Regions from separate parts of the Gasterosteus aculeatus genome. Here region 1 is linked to region 2. A link is a contact called in public Hi-C data. All regions are on one chromosome and are shown on one strand. The core of a region is the stretch at or near the end of the contact, and the rest is flanking DNA. Distances in the headings are between cores, read along the strand shown. Region 1 has its middle 35 kb from the start of LOC120812653. Region 2 has its middle 30 kb from the start of tle3b.

Region 1 (5,441 bases), core at 1,891-4,390, 67 kb after region 2:
TGCAAACTAATGAGCGAAGAGGTGCACATGCAGGATCTGTAATTGATTAACAAATGCAGTGACGTTACATCAAACGTGTCTTTAAACGTTTGCTTGTGCTCTTTGTGAAGCAGGTCGTCACTTCACGTCGACAGTCATTGAAATGCAATGGATTGTTTTTTGTCTTATTATTTGTATTTGTTCACAGTGCTCATGGAATGTAAGAATGATTACATCACAAAATGACTTTCACCATTCAGCAGAAGATTGCATGTGTCTGAGTCTGCTGTCGTCTCACGTTTAAAATCTCGGAGGCGTTTTTCCTCGACCAAATTTATGCAAATTAATTCAAATCTACCAGCTCTTCTTAACAAGATGAGTCAAAAACAGCAAAATAAATGTTGTGTGCATCTTGTTTTACAATAACGATTTGCAATCTGAGAGCCTGATGATTCCACACACACACACACACACACATTATTACACACACTTATTATTTTGATTATCAAGAGTAATCATGCCGCTAGAATCTCGTCCTCAGTGAGACTACGTTGTTTCCCAAGGACCTGATCTGCTGCACAAGACGGTCGAGAACTGCGTCGTCACAAAATATCGTCTTATAGCAACGTATCTTTCACCAACACAAGATTCTTTTTTGGGAATAAACGGTTTGTTTGTTGCTATGGAGCAACGGAAGAGTGAGGAAAAGCTTTCGCACGAAGCCTCAGAAGGTGCGTCGCGGAGGGACGAGCGTCTCGGTGTCTCGGGTGAGGAACACCTTCACCTTATGACCCCTGTTATTCCTCGTATCTCGGCGCAGTGCCGATGAACTTAAAGGAACTCTTCATATTCCACCTTTCAGCTCCTTCACAACCACGTCACAGCAGGCAGTGAGCATCACAGGAGGCGAGAAGCAATTGACCTCATCTGTGCCACAGACCGGTGAGTGTCGGTCGAAGATTCTTCAAGGCTGCAGAAGATCTAAAGGGTCTTCTTCTCCTCCGTGACCACAGTCAATGTGGAGATATTAAGTGTCTCCTCATTTACAAAACACCCCCCTTTGGTGACAGATTGCTGCAATTTTAATACGCTGTATGAAAATAACACGTATTCGTCTTCTTCTCTCGGAGACAGCTGAATTAATGATCTCTGGCCTGATGTTGGACCATTTTCTTCCTCTCTGTCTGTTTTGGTCATTATTCCTTGCGTGATGGAGGAGTTTTATTTGTGGCTCAGTTCACACTGCTGACCTTCTTCTAATGCATGATAGTGACTTTTGGTAAGAAAAGATCTTTCCAGGACAAACTAAAGAGAAGACATGAGTGGTCAGTTTGCAGTTTTGTCAACTCAAGAATAGATTATTATATAAACGCAGGATACGTCCAGCAGTAACATTTGGCAGGACATATTTACATAACACTTTAACCTTAAATTAAAGAGAAAACATTTTGTTTCTTTCAACAATTAAAAATCTTGACCCCTTTATATATAATATCTGATCTTGAGCCCTTAACAAACCTCCTCGCTGGTGTTTTCTAAAAGAGGCCGAGGTATAAAGCCATGTACACAAACAGAAAGTATTGTTTCATAGATGTTGCTGTGCACTCAGGGTTTGATTTTGTATTGTGTTTTTTAAGCTTTTGTGGGGTTTTGTCGCACCAAGAAACGGTGGATTTTTTTGATTTTCTCTGATTAATCTGCAAAAAAAAAAAAATTTCACCAAAGCAGAAAAGCAGAAGCAGCAGAAATGTGAGGAAACAATAAACAACAAAATGAATGTTTACCTTGGTCAACAGGTGGCATGGGCTTTTGATCACCAAACCATAGTCTTTCATCCTGGATGCTTAGTGAAGAACACCCTGGAAATGCTGCCTGGGGTGGGAGTCTCGTCCGGGTGAAAATGGTCCTGACGGAGGTCCAGTAGGTGCAATTCCAGCTATTGAAAGGGTGTATTTAAGTGTGTGTGTTCAGTGAAAAGGACCGCTGGCTTTTAACAATGTCAAGACCAAAGTCGCCACAGATTGGCTCGCTTGTGCTGTGAGGATCCAAACCCATTTAGAGAACTCAGAGGGTATTAGTTGGTGATTTAGGTCCTAATGAATGGGCTGCCAAGACACATACACATAGATGTGTCCTCATCAAACACACACACACACACACACTAATCCTTCAATGAATTGGAACTAAACATTGCTCTCACCCCGAAGCCTTCTCGGTGCCATGCTAAACACCGGGTCATGGAACGCCATCTGCTGTCCTCGCTTCCAAAAAAGAAAAACACAAAGAAAAGAGAAGAGAGATCTTCTGTGAAAGCAGCGCGAATAAGCACACAATGCTAACAACCCCAAGACCCCGAAAAGCCAGATGAGAAGCCCAAATATTGCCCCATTACTGATCCTCTGACCCCAAAGGTGATGTCCATTATAGCACACCAAGCACTGGGGTAGAACCAATCCTAACCCAGTTCCCATTTGCATACGAAAGGCTTTAGCCTCGGAATACAGCATCCAGAGTGGAGGCTCTGGCTCTGATTTCAAGGGATATTTAGCCTCCTATTCAGCCATCAACAAAGGACGGGCATTCAGACAGGCGAGGAGGGAGGCAGTGCTCGCTGAGCCGTCACAGAGCTCATTTGTTCTCTTCTGTTTACTTAAGCCTCCCCCTCTTTTTTTTGGAGCCCGGATGGGTGGGTGATTGGGAACCCTCCTCCCATCACTCTGTCCCAGTGGGAGAGATAAACAGCAATTCAAACGGTAGTCAGAAAAAGGTTTTGATTTGCATGAATTTATCGGTCAATCAGCCCTGCCGACAATCATCAGCAAAACTGTCAGGTCGATGCTGGGTGGAATTATTCATTTATTTTAATTCATTCTTCTCCTGCTCCTCGCGTTGGTTTGTCTACTTGAGCCTGTCGGCAGAGAGAATGTACTTTGATGCATGTATGCGCGGCCACGCACTGTTCGAGTGTCTTTATTTAGTCTGATGGGGAAACACCGATGAAGGTGAGAGGCCTCCCACACCCGATTCCTGAGCATGGGCCAGGAGCCTGCGAGGCAAGGAGAGGTATTTGTAATTATATGGGTAGATTACGGAGTGGCCTGGAGGCTGAGGCGGACCGCACTCCTTGTCCAACAGGTATTAAACGAGCCGCTGTTAGACGGACGCGTCGGCTCCAGGTCGGCTGGGTGCGGCGTAACGTGAAGCTCAACGACTGCAAACACACTAAGTGTGATGACGCGCACGAGGGAATGCTGTGTGATTAACGGACAACGCATACCTTCAGGTCAATGTCATTAACTCCACGACAAGAGCAAACTCACAAGAAACGAGCAGTCACAATTATCTACAACAAGGCGCGACAACAAGAACAAACGATCCGATGCGGGCCGTTCAAAGATGATTTACATCAGAGAGAACGATATCAGCTGCATAATATTAAAAGCACGAACAGATCAACGTGCAGATGTAACTCTTACTAAATACAAAGATCTGGTGGTTGACTTTCCAAAGTCACGCTGCTCCACTGGCCAATCAGAGCGCAGGTTACTCCCTACATGCTTTTATTCTCCCCTCGTACATAGAGACAGAGGGGCTGATTCTGATTGGAGTGGGATAAATAATTATAATACAATTACATTTTAAAATAGCTATAACTTTGTGATCCGGTTTCTGGCAGCAGAGAAGCTTCCATTAAATCCATTGCTGACTCTCACTTTTTTTTTATTTTTATGATGTATATACATACATCATAAAAATGCTTTAGATTAAATGCTCAGCAGAATTGAGATGGATTATGTGGTTCTTTACTGGAAAACGAAGGTCGGGGCTTCAGTGTGTTTACATCAATTAGTGAAATCCTCTAAAGCTGCTGAGACAGATCATTTGTTTCCTTTCACAGCTGCCACATAAATGCAAGTGAGCAGAAAACTAATTGTGGTTCTCTCTCATCCTCCTTCCCGCACACGTGTTACGCTGAAGAGAAGTCAAACTGAATTATTACAGCCTGTGGAAACTGAATAAAACTGTGCTCGTATCATTTTGATGCATGTTAAGAAGCCAAAGGGAGATTCGTCCGTCACGTACGATGACGAGTTAACAAAGTATACTTTTTAGAAATAAGTGGAAATGGCCCCACTTTGTAGTACAGATAACTATCAAATATTATGCAGATAAAAAATATTTGTGCAGACGCTCAATCTCATCCCAAAGAGAGAAACGTTTGTTCAAAAGAACAAAAGGTTCCTAATCACCAACAACTCCCTGTGACACTTTACAGTTATTTACAGTTTATATAGTCTCAACATAAGCACAAAAGCTACAAAGTACAGAAAGCCTCCGAACAAAGGACCTGTCTGCCTGTGGTTTGACGAGGAGGGCCGGCAGAATAAAGGGCCCCCTTCTGCAAGGCGGCGCTGTCCACGGTGCTGAACGCGACGCCTCTGCTCGGGCAGCGACGTCTTTCACGTCCACGTCGGGTGTTTATGTGTGTGGAATTATGGCTGAATGAATCCAAAGAGCCAGATCACAACGTCCTCTTTAACTAGTGTAGCACAGAGGAAGGTCAAAGTTCCGATGTGCCTTTTGTAGAAGGGGCTTCATTGCACTCACGCTTTTATTTACCGATATTCAAAGCGAGAGCAAACAAGTGGCGACCTTCGGGCAAAGGTTAGATGGTTCGTAGTCAAGCCTCTTGTCTCTGTGCCTCAATCTCTTTATCCCTGGACTGAGCTGGTCCTGGCCCACGGCCCGTTCCCAGGCTGAGTGTGTGATTCTTTATCCTCCCAGCGGGGAGTTATCTCGGGGTAAAGGGCTCACTACTGTTTTTACACAAACAAAGGCTTTGGAATGAAACGGAGGAGAGCGCCACGGCCCGATCGCCGCGACTGGCTGTCCGCCGGACCGCTCGATGCCGCTTCCACCTCAGGCACCTCGTGGACGCCACGCTGGTCGTGGTGATCAAGCAGGCGGGGCGGGGCGGAGCCATCGGCGGAGGGTTGAAGGCGGGTTGTGTGGCGTGTGTGTGTCTGACTCCTCCTGTCCTGTTGTTTACGCATTTTTATGCACGGGTCTTCAGTTCACTGGTTGCTATGGTAACTATGACTGGAGGAGGAAGGAGATAGATGACGTCTTTATGGGGCTGAAAAGTCCCTGTCAGCGGGGTGTTTCCTGTTTTAAACCATGAATGAGTGCACGTGAGCCTGCCCATCGGCTGCGGTGAGATTATTAGTCCAGGATGGGCGGTGAAGAAAACGCAAAGTTACATACTGAGCTTCTTTCGTTTCTGAAATTGAGCAATTCTGTACATGATTTGCATCACCAGGAGAGACTCCAATCTATATGTCAACGATGTACGTATGTAAATCCAACAAAACACACTAGGCCAAGTAACACACAACACTTTTAACTTTAGTAAACGATTTCCAACAGTCGACAAACGGGAAAACCAAAAGGCCACGAACGGA
Region 2 (5,030 bases), core at 298-2,797:
AGGGTTCCTGTCTTGTGCTTTGCTCTGCGGGGCAAATTCTCTGAGATGGCAGATTGGGAGTCGGGTTTGGTGTGAAAGCCCAGCATTGTTACGCCGGTCACAAGAGCTGAGCCGAGCTCGGCGGAACCGATGTGCGGTTGTCGTGTGGTACCGCTTCGGAAAGACGGCAATTGAGTTCCAGTGAAACCACGTTCTGTACATCGTGTAATCTGTAGATCCAAACCGATCCGCGTCATTGATTTATGATGCTGTTCATCGGCCCGTTTTACCAAAGCACGAATTCTAGGTCCCGCTTGGTTGATTATACTTATTGTATAAGCAAGTATGACTTATGGGCCTTTCCCAGGTTCTGATTTTGTGTCCTTTGCTCTCCCCCGGCTTCCGGAGTACCTGGAACTGAAGTTAACTGATACTAAACACAAGTTCCCGGCAGAGCTGTTTTATCTTTAACGATCAAGATGATCTTGATGATCAGCGTAAAATGTTTTTCAGTTTTCAAGTTTGAAATGCGAGGAATAAGCACTGAAGTTCCTGGTTAGGGAAACCCTGGGGAATCAAGTTAAAATCAAGTTAGTCTGTTGAGCCTCTGGACGATTCTAACATGTAAGAAGACGGGACTGTTAATGTGAATGTTGTATAGTGGCTCCTTGTGGAGAAGTAAAAACGGAGCAGGATTTAGAAAACGTCTCATGATCATGCAAAGAAAGAAAAGGTTACACAATGTTGTTATTCTGTTTATTTATTAATCCTTTATATTTATTTAAGGGAACCTTTTGACGATTAACTTCTTCAAAATGGTATGTTTTGGAAATGGGTTTTTGAAATAATGGTTAACCTGAGGAAATCGCTGTGGTTACTTTTGATGCTTTTACTTGTCTTAAAGGGGACTACGATTAGACTACGACATGTTGACAGATTCCAAATAGCATTGGGATTTATTATTATTGAGTGTCTCTGTGTGAACGGCACCAGCTTTGTATTTATTCGTTTATGTTAAAGTATAAAATATTTTATTTTATTATTAAATATCTTAAAATTGATTTAGTAATTTACAAATTGTGTTGAATGAGGAATTACAATCGCATGGTTCTGCTACTCCAGACACCAGGCCATGCTTACTTTTTTTAAGGCAGGTTTCTTTTTGTTCTCATGTCCTTTGTCACAGAACCCCAGTTGTGGCTTACACGGCCTAAATATGCTGACAGGGAAACAGAACCGTTATATCTTGCACAAAAGCCCACAAACCCAAAAGCCACAAGTAGCAGCCTCTCTAAACCCGGAGCCTCAAACGCAGACCTACCGGAATAGTTTTAAGGGCAGGAATCTGCACTTCGCACCCTCTTCTCAACAGTTCACAACAACTTCCAAACACAAGTTAAATCAGGCGTTTCTAATCCTTCTTTTAGTTTCTAATTGTCAAAGAGCTTGTTTCAGTCCGGATGGCTGACGTAGAAACCGTATCGCCGCATGCAGTTGTGGGTTACTGTATTCTCCGGTGGCTCACATCTACACAGGATGTGCCGACAGAGCTGCTTGGAGTTTTTTTTGTAGTGAAGTGGATAGATTGTTTCCGTGCACTTTGTTTGTGCGATGTGTGTGTGCGTGCATGAGCGAGGCCTCTGCGCTGTAAACAAGATTTGCTTCTGCCCTCAAACCATGGCCGACAGAGTGCTGCTGTGTGTTCCACAGCCGCACAGCCTCTTTCTTTTTTTTTTCCTCTCTCCACGGGTTATTGGGTATGGTGGGTTGTCATGGCAACTGGTGAGCGGTTGTTCTCCGTGATTCTTCTCCTCTCTCATCTAACTAGAGAGAGAGAGGAAGCTGGACGCGAATCGAATCCCCCGACCAGCCGAACTGATCAGGAGAACTTAACTGGAACGAGTTGGAACCGGGGGGGGAACTGTAGAGTCTGGTTCCTCTCCCTCAAACAGACGTCGTCCTCACAGGTTTAACGAGCCAAACCTGCACTGGCACACATCCCCCCCACCCCCTTTCGCTTTTATTATGTCGGGAGGCACAAAAACAGGCTGACCTCATGACGTTGCATTGATATTTGTATGCATCTTGCATGAATTCTTTGGTGATAACGAGCAGACGTAGCGGAAGGAGACGCATTTGTTCTCTTTGTCTTTTCTACACAAAAGCCTCTGCGCGTTTGCCCCATTTTGGCCTAAACGGAACTCATCCGTTATCTGTGATCGGTGCATGTGCAACGCTGTCGGAGTTGTTAGGCTAATCTAGCCGATAAGTCAGAATGGGAGCGGATGACTTTCGTCTTATCTTCCCACAGCTTAGTGCTGCAGTTGGTCTCAGTTCAAAGTGTCGGAACACTTTTACACACACACACACACACACACACACAAACACACACGCGCGCGCTCAGCGAAAACATACAAAAATGTTCACACACTACTTACATCTTTCATATCTGAAATGTCTTTGTGTGTCTGCGTGTGGTCACCGATGCGTGCAAACGTGCTCTTCTTGTCTGGCTGACGTGGTTGGAAGCCGCTGTCGACCGCGCGACAGAGTCTGCAAGTAAAAGCTACAAAACACTGTGCATTAAACGCAGCACAACGGGCGTCAACAGCTGTGTGCTGTGAGGATCTGTGTTCTTTTACATGAACTGAGGCTGGATTTGTAGGTGAGGAGATCCACAGGAACAGTGTAGACAGTGAGACGGGTTAAGAAATGACTACTTTAAGAATTTATTATAAACTATAAAATTGGTTATTTTTGTTGTTAATCAACTTACATTAATTTCTAAATACCCACGCAATGTCAAAAATGATTCTTCTTTTGCTTGAAAACATCTCTAAAGGAGATTGTACAGCCACCAATAATTTGTCTTTTGATCATTTGAGTAAATGCTGTTTTGTGAGTCAATTCTGAGCTGCCCTTTACTTCTATCTTATTTGGAAGAAAAGAGAGAGACAAAACAAGTGCATAGTGAGAACGAAAGAAAGGTGAGAGTTTTGAAAAAAGTAGGCTACCCCTCCACAATTGCATAACCGTGACCTATAATACACCGCAACAAAGACCAAGAACAAAAGTGGGATGGAAACTGTTTTTTGTGTGTGCATGTGTGTGTGTAAGAATGTGTACACGCACACCTCTGTGGGTGTGTAGATGTACACGATGTGAGAGCTGACGCACTTTATTTCAAATGAGTAAAATAGAGCAGTGGAGTTGTGTGTGTGCGTGTGTGCGTGCAGCCCCTACAGTGCACACCTGTGAGATTTAGATGTATTGGTTTCCGTCTTTCTGCAGGCGGTGCTTTGTGAAATGCATTGATGGCACATTGTTTTTGCTGCGCTGCTCGCCCACAAGCCCGCTACGACAATCTCACGGCCAAGTTGTCAACATCGATGCATTAGAGAGATTGGTCATCGTATTGTTTTCTGATCAAGATGGATTACTCTTCATCAAGAGCTCACAGAGGTTTAGGATTGGAGATATGAAATCACATTGATGCATTTGATGGAATAGTGGGGCTGAGGGATCTTGGATTGAGATCTCTGCGCCTTATTACATTTCTCTGACGTGGATCAAATTACTTTTTCTGACTTTTTTTTTGTTGTTGTTGTCAATACACGGAAGGCGCTGAAGGCTCCTTCCTTTGCATTTCTTATCGTTTGTCTACGTCCAGAACGTCATTCTCACAGGGAAAGCATTTAAATCTCTGCAGGGGCTTAAGCAACATCCCAAAAGCCGGCCTGCTCATTGTTTTAAATTCCTGGTAAAGGAAAAAAAAGAAGGTGGGTTCCACATTTGGACTTCCCCTCTCATCCTTTTACTTTTCCTTCACTTCTGAGCACATTTAGACGCGGCAGCGCGGTGAAAGGAGAGCAAATTGAGCCTTGAATCCAAACATGTGACATCAGAAGGCCAAATGGCCCTGGACCACCCACAGGCATTGTGGCTTCTCTCTAACTGAATGTGGACTAAATTAGATGCTGCCTCAAACCGTTACCCTGCAGCTTTTATTAACCACACCAGAACCAAATGCATCTGTGGCCGGTTTTCGACTTCTTCTTTTTGACTCATTTTGTCATTTCTGATATGAGGAAGTTGTGTGTTTTTATAGAAAGGTCAACGACGAGCGACACGTTGTGTACATTCAGATGCAGAAGGGTTGAATCGTGTGTTTTGAGACGCTAAGCTCGAGTTTGTCTGTTTAGGGCGGAGCTGTGTGACACACACACACACACTCGGCTACAAAGTGACAGATCTGTATACACAACTTACTATTACCAAAATGTGTGTGACAGAGTTGTGTATTAGTGAAAGACACAATCCTGCCAACAGAAACACACACACACACAAACACAACCATTTTTTAGGGTGAGGGAGGTGAGCTGTCTGTGCTTCCATGTCTCAAGCGTAGGAAAGCGCACACACAACTAGGACGGAGATAAAACACCTGGAAACCATCTGGACAACACACACACACACACACACGTTTACATCCAAACACAATCATTTGACCTTAGTGAACTTACATTTATGTAATTATTTGCAGTGCAAATGTTGATTTCTGAAACATGCACAACACGGATGAACAAATATTAATACGATAGATGTATTGGCTATACTGTTTGTAGGTGCACACACACACACACACACACACACCACGTAAACCCACGCTCGCTTGCTGTAGTGGAAAATTACGGGGCTGCCATGCACGCCTGTATGGTTATGGGAGCCATTGAGAGCGGGAATGGGCTATTTGTGGTGTCTTGCTGACTGGACCAAAGCAGAGCAGACCCAAGCTGGGGTGAGGCTTGAAAGTGGGAAGCAGCGAGGTGTCATCAGGCTCGAAGCCAGAGGCCTCCATTTAATGTGTGTTCGGTTCCCCTCTGGTTGGCTGAGGAGCCACACTGCAGGTACTATTTGTGCAGGATGCACACTCAAGCTCAGGAGCTTCTCTTCACCTCAGGTCACAGAGGTGAAGGACACATGTGGTAAGACATAAGGGTCAGCAGTAGAAAGGGATCATCCTTATTTATTTTTAAAGATTTGTTGTAATG

The links. A called contact is a pair of places that touch in the nucleus more often than the background predicts.
Region 1: a Hi-C map of tail fin shows a contact between it and region 2, with 1.5 times the contacts expected there. The contact joins two enhancer-like sites. A contact is called at or near these places in 2 of 6 Hi-C or Micro-C datasets (liver and tail fin).

What each region holds. Positions count from the first base shown.
Region 1 is chr12:20,503,296-20,508,736 of fGasAcu3.hap1.1, forward strand. No RefSeq gene overlaps it. Among protein-coding and RNA genes, the nearest start is that of LOC120812653, 35 kb to the right of the region's middle. Within about 2 kb of position 3,141, at least 5 of the 9 cell types and tissues checked have open chromatin away from gene starts, as enhancers often do.
Region 2 is chr12:20,438,259-20,443,288 of fGasAcu3.hap1.1, forward strand. No RefSeq gene overlaps it. Among protein-coding and RNA genes, the nearest start is that of tle3b, 30 kb to the right of the region's middle. Within about 2 kb of position 1,548, at least 5 of the 9 cell types and tissues checked have open chromatin away from gene starts, as enhancers often do.